Regions from separate parts of the Mus musculus genome. Here region 2 is linked to region 1. A link is a contact called in public ChIA-PET data. All regions are on one chromosome and are shown on one strand. Each heading gives the region's core, a stretch centred on a gene start, on an enhancer-like site or on the middle of the called end of the contact. The rest is flanking DNA. Distances are from core to core; before and after follow the strand shown.

What was found. ChIA-PET counts read pairs in DNA pulled down with a chosen protein or histone mark.
Region 2: a contact with region 1 is called in an RNA polymerase II ChIA-PET map of memory CD8 T cells, with 13 read pairs. The contact joins the enhancer-like site here to the promoter of Hbp1 in region 1. A contact is called at or near these places in 2 of 15 datasets of contacts at CTCF or cohesin (CD8 T cells and the NIH/3T3 cell line), 7 of 484 Hi-C or Micro-C datasets (CD4 T cells, the HPC-5 cell line, bone marrow-derived macrophages and 3 more), 2 of 115 datasets of contacts at active chromatin or transcription factors (the HPC-7 cell line and memory CD8 T cells) and 3 of 9 other capture datasets (adipose tissue, bone marrow-derived macrophages and embryonic stem cells).

Annotation. Positions count from the first base shown.
Region 1 is chr12:31,947,616-31,953,072 of GRCm38.p6, forward strand. It overlaps Hbp1 (high mobility group box transcription factor 1), which reads right to left and starts at 2,630. Exons shown (of 11, transcript NM_153198.3): 1 at 2,581-2,630. The coding sequence starts at 2,595.
Region 2 is chr12:32,006,520-32,011,976 of GRCm38.p6, forward strand. All of the region lies in intron 2 of Prkar2b (protein kinase, cAMP dependent regulatory, type II beta), which reads right to left. Among named protein-coding and RNA genes, the nearest start is that of Prkar2b, 52 kb to the right of the region's middle. Within about 2 kb of position 2,907, at least 75 of the 459 cell types and tissues checked have an H3K27ac peak or open chromatin away from gene starts, as enhancers often do. A contact at or near this core is called in CD8 T cells, bone marrow-derived macrophages and memory CD8 T cells, where this site is marked.

The DNA of each region.
Region 1 (5,457 bases), core at 1,380-3,879:
CCACATCAGCTAACTATGGTCTGTAAACTTCAGTTTCAGATGGTAGCTCCCACTACCTCTTCTGGCCTCCTTGGGTACTGCAGGCCATGTACTACAGAGACAGACAAGACGACAAAACCTTCACACGCATAAAATAAAAAAATAAATCAATGTTTAAATGAAATGTTTATATGACAGAAAATACTCTCCTAAACTTAATTACAATCCTGGACATTTTCATATTACGACAACCTGTAAAACAGCCTCTTCTTTTTTTTGTTCAGACCTGGTGGGCTTAGCACTCAGGAGGCAGAGGCAGGAAGATCACTGTGAGTTCTAGTCCAGCCTGTCTATACAGTGAGTTACAGATCACCAAACAAGCAAGGCAGCATTTCTATAGCAGCGTTAATAGCTTTTTATTTTCAAGGATTGCTAAGGATGGAAGACTGACAGGAATTCAAGGCCAGCCTGGATTAGACATCAGACTCTTCAGGACAGGTAGTTCAATGAAGACTATGCCATCTGTCTTCTCTCTCTCTCTCTCTCTCTCTCTCTCTCACACACACACACACACACACACACACACACACACACTGAAGTAACCAAAAAAAGTAAAAAAAAAAAAATGCTCTAATAAGGTTAAATTTTAAATTTCACTCTTTTTTTCAAGTAGCCCTGGCTGGTCTGGAACTCAGTATGTGTCCAAGGTCATGACCCATTTTTCTGCTTATACCTCCCAAGTGCTGGGGTTACAGACCAGGTATGGGTTTAAAAAATTCTAACTTCCATAATGAAAATGTAATATAAAGTATGACCAGGAGTAAAGTAAATGCAGAACAAAATATGAAAGTACACGGAATTATTACTGACTTTGGGTAGTAACAATTGAAATGATTCAAATTTTCTGAATTATGAGATTTGTTTTCCCCTTCTTGTACACATGTGAAATTTAAAACACAGAAACCATCTGCCGTTGTTTTATTAGCAGTTGGGGAATAACAGGAGAACTTGTAAGAGAGTACTGACATCTTTATTTCCAGCCGATACACAGACCAGATTGTGGTGCACACAAAGAACCTTCAGGCCCAGAGTCTAAAGATAAAATACAATAGTGATAATCTGACGGTATATTAAGAGCGGAACAAACTGCCTTTCAAGTTCACTTGAGAAATGTATGACAAAAAAAAAAAAAAACACTGAGAGGGCATCCTTGTATTTAAGTCAGGGAAGTTAACAAAGGAAGGGCTTTCCCAGGAAGAAAAGATAAATAGGTTTATAAAACTAAACTGGGAGCTATAATAGAAAAAAATTTAAAAAGGTTCTGAAATTTACTAGTCGAGTTGAAGTAATGTTCAAAAGCCTAAGGTATCTCGAAAACTTGTCTTAAGTTTTCTTTTTTCAATGTAACTCCACTTCCCCCAATACTCTTGGTTCGACAAAGCTGGGGTTAAAGGGAGAGGTGAAACACCGGAACCAAAACACAAAATTACGGCTCCAAATCACCGCTGTAACTACTTAAGTATTTATAATTGCTAAAATCATTCTTCGACTGTAACCCATCCTAAACCCCCGCCCCTCTCCCTAGAGAATAAAGCTCCCTTAAGCCCAACTGAGTCCCCCCCAGCAGGTACAAAGTGCCAGGAACCGTGTCCCGCCCAGCTGTCAGTGCCTTCGCCGGCTGAGAAGTCCCAGGGAGTGAACTCCGGAGCGCTCAGCGCCGGGAGCACGCGAAAGCGAGGCTCGGGAAGCCGGCTGCGCCCCAACTCCTTTTTGTTTTGTTTAAATCGGCCTGCAGAGGGAGGAGCCGGGCCTCGCCCGCGGGCCTAGTCGCCGGGTCAGGCCGAGCAGCGCCTCCCGGAGCCGGCCAAGTCCACCCCCACCTCTTTCGCCATTCATCGCTTCCTCCCCTCCCCCCCATCATGTGACCGCAGCCTGGACGCCAGGCTTGTTTTTCCCCCTTAGCGCAGCCCCACCGCGCACCGCGCAGGCGCCTCGGAGCCCATTCATTCGAACTGCGTAACAATGAGCCCCGGGCCCGACGGCTCCGCGAGCTCCCCCGCCCGGCCCGGGCCCCGGAGGCAGCTTCGCCTCCCCGGAGCCCCCGGCCCGCTGGAGCTCGCGGCCGGCGTCCGCCCTCGGCCCCCGCAGCGGGGAGTGGCGAGGCAAACTTTCCGGAGCCCTCCGGAGCGCCAGGCCCCTCCCCTGCCCCGGCCCCTTCCCCGCCGGCCCCCACCGCGAGCGCCACCGAGCCCCGAGCTCCGCCACCCCCACCACCCCGAGTCCTGGGAGCCGCGGCCGTCCAGGCTCGGAGAGCTCCCGGGAGGCCCGGACGGCGGGTTCCGCGCAGGGGATCCAGTGCCCAGAGTCCCAAGGGTCTCCGCTCTCGCGGCCGCTGCCCGGCCCCGAAGCTCCAGCCCCTCCCTTGCCCACCCCCCACCCCTCAGAAACCCCGCGACCACACAGAGTCAGGACGCAGGCCGTCTGTCGCGACAGCGTCGCCAGCTGCTTGCCTGCGCGTTTCCCGACGGCTGCCCACCTCTCTGTGGCGCGCCGCGACTCCCACCGCCGCGTTTACTCCTCAGCCGAAACTTTCCTACTTACCAAACCCGTCGCCATTACCAAGTCTTTCAAGCTTCGTCTTCCCCCTCCCCTGAAGCCCCCGGGGGGCTGAGCCTTCGTCCACCTTTCTCGTCTTTAATTGGTCTGAAGAACTGCCACTCTAAGGTTCCGCCTTTCCATTGGAAAGTGCCGTAGTCCGTCTCGGTGGGCGGGCATGTATTGACTTTTCTCTTGTGTTTACTGGAGAAGGTGGCTTGTCAATCACTACAGAAAGCGCTTTGGATTGGATTGCTGCCGAGACACGGGGGACGGGAGCCAAACTTTGCTATCGAAGTGGATTGTGGGTTAGTAGTCTCAGCCTTGCTCCTTAGCTGAGGAAATTACCGGGGGGGAGGAGCTGACTGAACTACATATCCCAGAGGTACGCGCACAACGCAGTCTTGATAGTAAACAAGAGTCATAGGGACACGTGTATCAGCTCGTTTGTTTTGGTGTCTGAGACAAAAGGGAGGGGGCGGAGGATAGGAGTGTTTTAAAGCCAGGGCCACCTCTCTTCCTTTAGGCCTCCCAGAGGGCCTAGAGCGTCCTTGGTTGGGTATTTCAGCACCCATTCCAGGCCATAAACAGCAGAGTCGCTTGCTGCTCAAAGTTTGGCTGGTGGCCAAGGTATTGTTTTAGTGCGAGGGGAAGAAGATGACTGCACAAGCGGAAGCAGTGCAGGCTAGCCAGGGACTTGATCACTTACAAATCACGGCCCAAGCACGTTGGGGATTACAAAAGTTGATTCAGTACTGCCCTCCCTTAGCAGATGAGCTAGACAGATTTTTTTTTTTTTTTTTTTTTAAACTTAACCAGCCCTTGACTCAATACGCCGCCAACAACAACTGGGGAAGATTTACCAGTGTCCAGTTTGACCAGAATTAGTTGAGACACAGCCAAGTGCCATGTACTGTAGGGTTTAAGAATGAGACAGTATCGGACTCAAGAATTTATACAGCTGTTTAGAGTACTGGACTATTGCTTTGAATTTGAGGCATTCGAAGCGATGTTTCCTTATTGGCCTACATTTTCTTTTAAATTAATACAGAGGAGTGTAGATAGACTGTATTTGTCCGAAGTTAGTTGCTAGGTTACTTGTGTCTTTGGTGAATATTTTTAACTGTCTCTCCCTCCCTAAGCGTTCAGACAGAAAACTGCCTTTCCACTCTGTTTCTACTAGAAGTTCCTCCTGATTTTTCTAAGGGAGTTACCAAAAGTGGGGAATGGCTTTTCTGTGTTAGTTGCTTCCTTTTAAAGGAGGTTGCTCATAGCATCTGGGTGCAGTCAGTCTGTAATTGGCATTTTTACTATTCACATTATAAGCATTACTATAGGCATTATTGAGCTTTTTTTCTTTGAACATGAAGTGTTTAATCATGTAGGGTATGGATTAGGTTTTATTTCTTCCTATTACTAGAAATGTGCTGAAATTGAGAAAGAAAGGAGTACGAATTCTGCTCAAGTCAATTTAGGGAAGAGCTCGAGGTCATCTTTCAAAACTGCCCGCATTTCTAGACCTGAAAGCTACAGAACAAAACCAGTAAACAAAAGATTTACTGGTACATGGTTGAAACAAGGTTTCAAATTCCTTTGAGTTCTGCTTTTGGACTCTTGAAGTGGAAACTATTTCTAAAATAGCCGGCCCAAGTGAGCAGGGATTGATACTCTGCTCACAAATATTCTGTTCACAAGCATTGTTTTCCTCAAAATAATCCAGAGGAAAACCCTCCCAAAATGCCTGACCCCCACCCCCGAGTAAAAAAGTAAGACCCTAGTGTACAACTTTCAGATACTGTAGAGTGATCCCAAAAAGCATGACCGTGCTTCACTCATTTCGTGTTTGTGGTACTTCTGTAGTGGAATTCCAGCAAGACCCATAACTTAAAAACAGAAACACCAATATTAATTTCTTAACTAAACAATAGTAGCCTCTATTCTTGGAGTATGCTTAATATTTTAAAACTAGTGCCTGTGATATTCATATGTTCTCAAAACTAAAAGGTTGTGTTTCCAAAACTGAAAGCTTGAAAGCTTGGGCCACTGACTTACCCGGTCCTCATGAGCATGTATGTAAACTCCAACACCAACTTCCCCTGATACTTAGGAAAAGAGGTGGGGGGGGGGGGGGCTGGGGCTGGGGGGTCCAAACGTAAAAACACTCTCCAGGACTTTCCAGGTTTTACCAAAAGCCGTAGTGGGTTGGATTGTTTTGTTTTGTTTTGTTTTGCTTTTAGCTGTAAATTACCAGGGTGGGAAGAATAAATTTGACTTCAGATAAAGGTATTGCATGTTAATTATGATGTCTTACTAACTGTAGATGTTTCCCATTCATTCATATATTTAATACTATTTATTGACTCCTTCTGAAAATTCAAAGATTTAAAACATTTGTCATAGTTTATCTTATGTCCATGCCATTAAATATAAGTTAGATTAAGATACTTTAATCAGAGATAAATGCACTTATTAGAATCTACCCCCACCCCCAACTTGCAGCAGATATTTAATCCATTGGACTTCCTTGAGGAACTAAGTGAACACCTAGTGCCGTGTGCATATTTAACATGATCATCATTTAATTCTTGGTTAACCAACAAAAGCAGCCAACTCAAAAGCCAGAACAAAGATCAATAACATCTTAGAAAGTCTTATTCTTCAGATATTTTCAGGCTAAGATTAACATTAAAAAAAATTAATGCCTCCTCTTGGTTACTGTGTATATTGTGCACATGTATAAAATCTGTTAACATGTGAAAAAAAATCAAAATACCAACAGTTTGAAATTGTTTTAAACAAATTTTAGTTGGTTAAAGATGGTTAAAAAATAGTTTTAAGATTAGAGAAACACTACTTAGAATTTATTTCATCTATCTAGAAGTA
Region 2 (5,457 bases), core at 1,657-4,156, 59 kb after region 1:
GCACAATGCCTGTTAGTGTGCAAAGACTCGAATGATAGAACACGGTGAGAAGATATGGAACTCAAGAGTCTGGCTTATTTATTATTTAAAATAACAGGATTAAAGTTGTCTAAATAAACTATTCTCTTTTTTTCCTGCTTCAGCCTTGCCGAGTGCTCGGGTTATTAGGCCCCCACAACCATCATATCTGACTCCACTTTCATTTTTAAAATGAAACTCAACAGTCTTTTAAAAAAATACGAATTTCCTGTGGGTTCAAACTATACTATCTCATGGAAACTGTTCTAAGAAAATAAAATTCGGTGAAAGTTTTGTAGGTCCTAACATATTTCTATCAAGTCTAATTTTTACGTGTCTTTAGGAAAAGCAATAATATATAATGACATGTATCCTAATTTCTCTTTTGCTAGAAATTCTTTTTTATCAGCTGTCATTTTTCTCTGACCAAGATCTGAATCAAGTGAATTTTTTAAATTAAGATAGAATGATATAATAAGGAAAAATTAAAATCTAGGAACAAACTACTAAACATTTGTGTCAAATAAATTAGCAAAGTTCTTTGGGTCTTTTTTGTTTTTGTTAATTTGTTTAAGTTAAAAGACAGTATGGCAAAGACAGGTTTAGAATGAAATTCCTCAGCACTGCTGGTGAGAAGTGGGAATGGAATGGAAGACGCCAGATTCGAAAAGTATCACGGGCTTTGAAAGTGGCTGGGGATGTAGCTCAGCGAGGAGAGGAGTTGCTTAGCATGCACAAGGCGTGGGTTTGATCCCCACAACCACATAAATTTGTTATGGCAGGCGGTACAAGCCTGCCATCTCTGCACCCCAGAGGCAGAAGCAGGGGGTTCAAAGTCACCCTTAGCTGAGTCGGAGGCCGCTCTGGACATTAAGATCCTATCTCAAAAATAAAAGCTTTGAGGGCTGGAGAGATGGCCCAGCAGTTTACAGCACTAACTGCTTTTCTAGAGGTCCTGAGTCCAATTCCCAGGAACCAAATGGCAGCTCACAACCATCTGTAACAGAATCTAATGCCCTCTTCTGGTGTGTCTGAAGGTCAACTACGGTGTACGCACGTACATAAAATAAATCTTTTAAAAGATAAAGCCTTTAACATTCTCAAGGTCAATTCAGTAAGTACTCTTCAAGTCCTTCCATCTAAAAACCGATAGTTAAAAAGAGTCCCCAATAATAAATAAAAAATAATTAAGATATGTATTCATGTATGTTATTAATATTTTTAAATTACTCTTTGAGGGGCTAAGAGTACAGCTCAGTTGGTAGAGTGCTTGCCCAGTATGCAGGAGGCCCTAGAATCAATCCCAGGCACCATAGCAACCCGGTGTGACGGCAGCTCTGAGGAGGGAGAAGCAGGAGAATTAGGAATTCAAGGCTGCACAGTGGATCAGAGGCCAGTCTGGACTACATGAGATACTCTTAAAAAAAAAAAGTAAATAAGGTTTCATTTTCGATTAAGAACTTTGCTGTTCAGTAATATCTTATAAAATGTTTTTATAGTCATTTGCAATGCAGGTGTATATTGTATATTTATAAAAAACGTATGCATAAAAGATGGCTGTCAAGGTGGATACCAATGTTTACATAGCAGGTACTGCTCTATAGAAAGATTATGACTATTCTTATTTTCCTACCTACCCTTCCATGTTTTTTTTTTCACTTTACAATCAGAAAGGCAGGCAGATCTCTGTGAGTTCAAAACCGGACTGGTCAACAGATTGAGTCCCAGGACAATAGGGCTATTCAGAGAAACTTTGTCTGGAAACCCATCATCATCATCATCACCACCATCATCACCATCATAATAATTTAAAATGTATTCTCAAACATCTTTAAACATCCATACTTCAAAAAGATTACTAAATTGCCTCAAATTATTCCCATCTCAGGTACAAGAAGGAATTAAAACCACAAGAACGGTATCTTACTAACCATCTTTTTTTTTTTAAGGTATCTCATCTTTTCTCAAATTGGCTTTAATATTTTATACTTCCTAAAAACATACCATCTCTAAAACTAACAGAATCAAGGTGCCAAATTTTTCCCAAATACTTTAGGAAAATAACTCATTAACAATGCCACAGTAAAACTAAAAACTGTTTCTAATAAAACTAACACCATTTATTTGAAAGAACAACATGGTGGGTAGGATGCAGCCCAGTGATCCAGTGGTTGACTAGCACAGAAGGGCCACTCCTCAGTATGAACACCACGTCTATCTCATTCCTGTAATTTTTATGCAGCAAAAAAAAAAAAAAACATCTTTAGCCAGACATGGTGGCACATGCCTTGCACCCCAGCATTTGGGAGGTAGACCTCCGAGTTCTAGGCCAGTCTGGTCTACACAGCAAGTTCCAGGACAGCCTAGTGGAATGAGGAACGTGGTAGGTCCTGCCCCACCCCCACCACCAAAAAGGCAGAGAGGAGTTATCCGGAACTTAGGGGAGGAAATCAGCACTCTGGAAATGAAAGGCATATGATATAGAAGCATTTATTCATAAAAAGACCAGATTTTCAGTTAACACAGTGCAAATCACTGGCATCCCTGCCCAAGGCTGCTCGCTATGCCATTCTAGGTGAACATGGAAACAGACAAAAAACAAAACAAAAACAGACAACACACACTACACACACACACACACACACACACACACACACCACACACACACACAAACACACACACACCACACACACACACACACCACACACCATACACCACACACACACACACCACACACACACACACAAACACACACACACCACACACACACACACACACCACACACCATACACCACACACACACACACACACACACACACTCACTTACCACACACAGTTCCTGCCCTGAGCACTGCTGGTTACAGTGACCTGGGTGAAAGACAAGCAAGAGGCCTGAAGCTTAGAGAGCATAAGATGGTGTCATCCCTAGATTCAGTAAACTAACTAGAAATGTAACGGAAAGCGAGACAGTTAGGAGTCTGGTTACTTTCCCATGTGTCTGAGCTGTGGTTATGCTTTGTGGGGACATAGAAGAAACTGGCAGGGCCCAAGCCGTCTACCTACACCTGGAAGTCAACAGGGCAATAGAGACCATCTCTGTGCAGGCAGAGGGGACATGAGATGACCCAGCAGAGAGTAAATGCCAAACCTCCCCTTGAAAACTGCCTGAAATTTAAATGTTCCCAAACTCACACAGGATCTGTCAGCTGTGAGTGGCTTTTGACCATAACATCAGGCAGACACAAGCCAACCCTCAAAGCCACAAACCACAGCGAGCTGGAACACAGGAATTTAAGCACAGACAAGTCGGCTCTCCCACCTGCCAGGAAGCAACAACCTGGAGAGGGGAGCTCGGGAGCCAGAAACATTACCGTAAAGATCCTAAACTGTCCACAACCTGGAGAGGGGAGCTCAGGATCCAGAAACATTACCGTAAAGATCCTAAACTGTCCACAACCTGGAGAGGGGAGCTCAGGATCCAGAAACATTACCGTAAAGATCCTAAACTGTCCACAACCTGGAGAGGGGAGCTCAGGATCCAGAAACATTACCGTAAAGATCCTAAACTGTCCACAACCTGGAGAGGGGAGCTCGGGATCCAGAAACATTACCGTAAAGATCCTAAACTGTCCAGCTCTTAGCAAACATGACACATGCAGAGAAAAAGTAGATGTGACCCACAGGCTACAAAGAACTGACTGGACACAGAGAAGACTTCAAAGAGGCTATTTCCTTCGTGGAGGCAGAGGAAACCATATCTGATCGGCTGATCAGTGATTCAGTAATCAGCTTCATTAAAGAGAAAATTACAAGAAGGGGTCACAGGGAAAACGTGTTGAAAAATGTAACAACTCGGGTTTGGTTTGGTTCTGAAGTCATTAGAACAGCTCAATGGAAGGAAGAATCGAAGACTAGGGCTAGAGGGATGGCCAGTGAGTAAGTGCTTGCTGCGCATGCGTGAGGTCCATTTCACGTCTCCAGCACCCAAGTAAAGCCAGGTATGGCAGGACACACAGGTAAGCCCAGCACTGGAGAGTGGAGAGACAGGAGGGTCCCAGGGACTCAATGGCCAGTCAGCAAACGGGTTCAGTGAGAGACCCTATCTCAAATAGTAAGGTAGAAAGTGACCGAGGAAGAGGCCGACCATCAACCTCTGGTCTTCACATACACATGCACAGGCAAGTATTTCTGCATCTCTATGTGCACACGTGCATACGGTTCTATAGACACTAAACAAGTGGAGCCAATGTTAAAAGCAGAATCAAAGAACTTGAAAGGCAGATCAATAGAAATTATTCCACTGGAAAAATGAGAGAGCAAAGATGAGTTGTCTAAGAACCCTGTGAAACACTGTGCACCACACTGACAGCGTGTGGAAGTCCCTCTCAAACATGCTACAAAGAGGAGAGGAAGAAACTCTCAGAGATGTTGGCAAACGCTGGGGGTTGGTCTGTCACTATGTATGCCATTGCTAAAGTCTCAACCCCAAGATCTGGTTGTTGTCCAGACAAGTGTGTTCTCACATACACTGGCCTTTGTTGGGTAACCCTTGCTCCCCAGTTTAAAGCTATTGGTTAATAAAAGGCTAGAGCCTGTGATTGGATAGTAGAGAGAGAGAGGTGGAACTTAAAAATCGAATGAGAGAGACCACGGGAAGATGGAAAAAGAAGACAAAGAGATCAGGAGGCCTCCATTAGACAAGATGGACCAGCAGCACGTGGCCCAGAGAAGTGCACCCCAAGGACAGCTGATGGAGCAAAAGCAGCCTGAGCGAGACTCAAACAGTGAGTCACAAGGGACAAAGGGTTTGTATATGTGAGAGAACAGCACAGAACCCGCCCAACCTAGGCTTATAGCTTGTAAACAAAATACCAAGTTTCTGTGTCTTTTATGTGGGCTAGATAGACTATATAATTCATCTATAGGCAAACAAGTTTTACAGTTTTATAACAGTATTTACCTAAGATAGTATACACATCTCTAATCTCAGCATTATGAGGTATAGGGAAGAGGATAAGAAGTCCAAAGCCATGCTGGGCAACTGTCTTAGTCAGGGTTTCTATTCCTGCACAAACATCATGACCAAGAAGCAAGTTGGAGAGGAAAGGGTTTATTCAGCTTACACTTCCATATTGCTGTTCATCACCAAAGGAAGTCAAGACTGGAACTCAAGCAGGTCAGAAAGCAGGAGCTGAAGCAGAGGCCATGGAGGGATGTGCCTTACTGGCTTGCTCAGCCTGCCCTCTTATAGAACCCAAGACTCCCAGCCCAGAGATGGTCCCACCCACAAGGGGCCTTTCCCCCTTGATCACTAATTGAGAAAATGCCTTACAGTTGGATCTCATGGAGGCATTTCCTCAACTGAAGCTCCTTTCTCTGTGATAACTCCAGCTGTGTCAAGTTGACCCAAAACTAGCCAGTACAGCAACTTAAAACCCT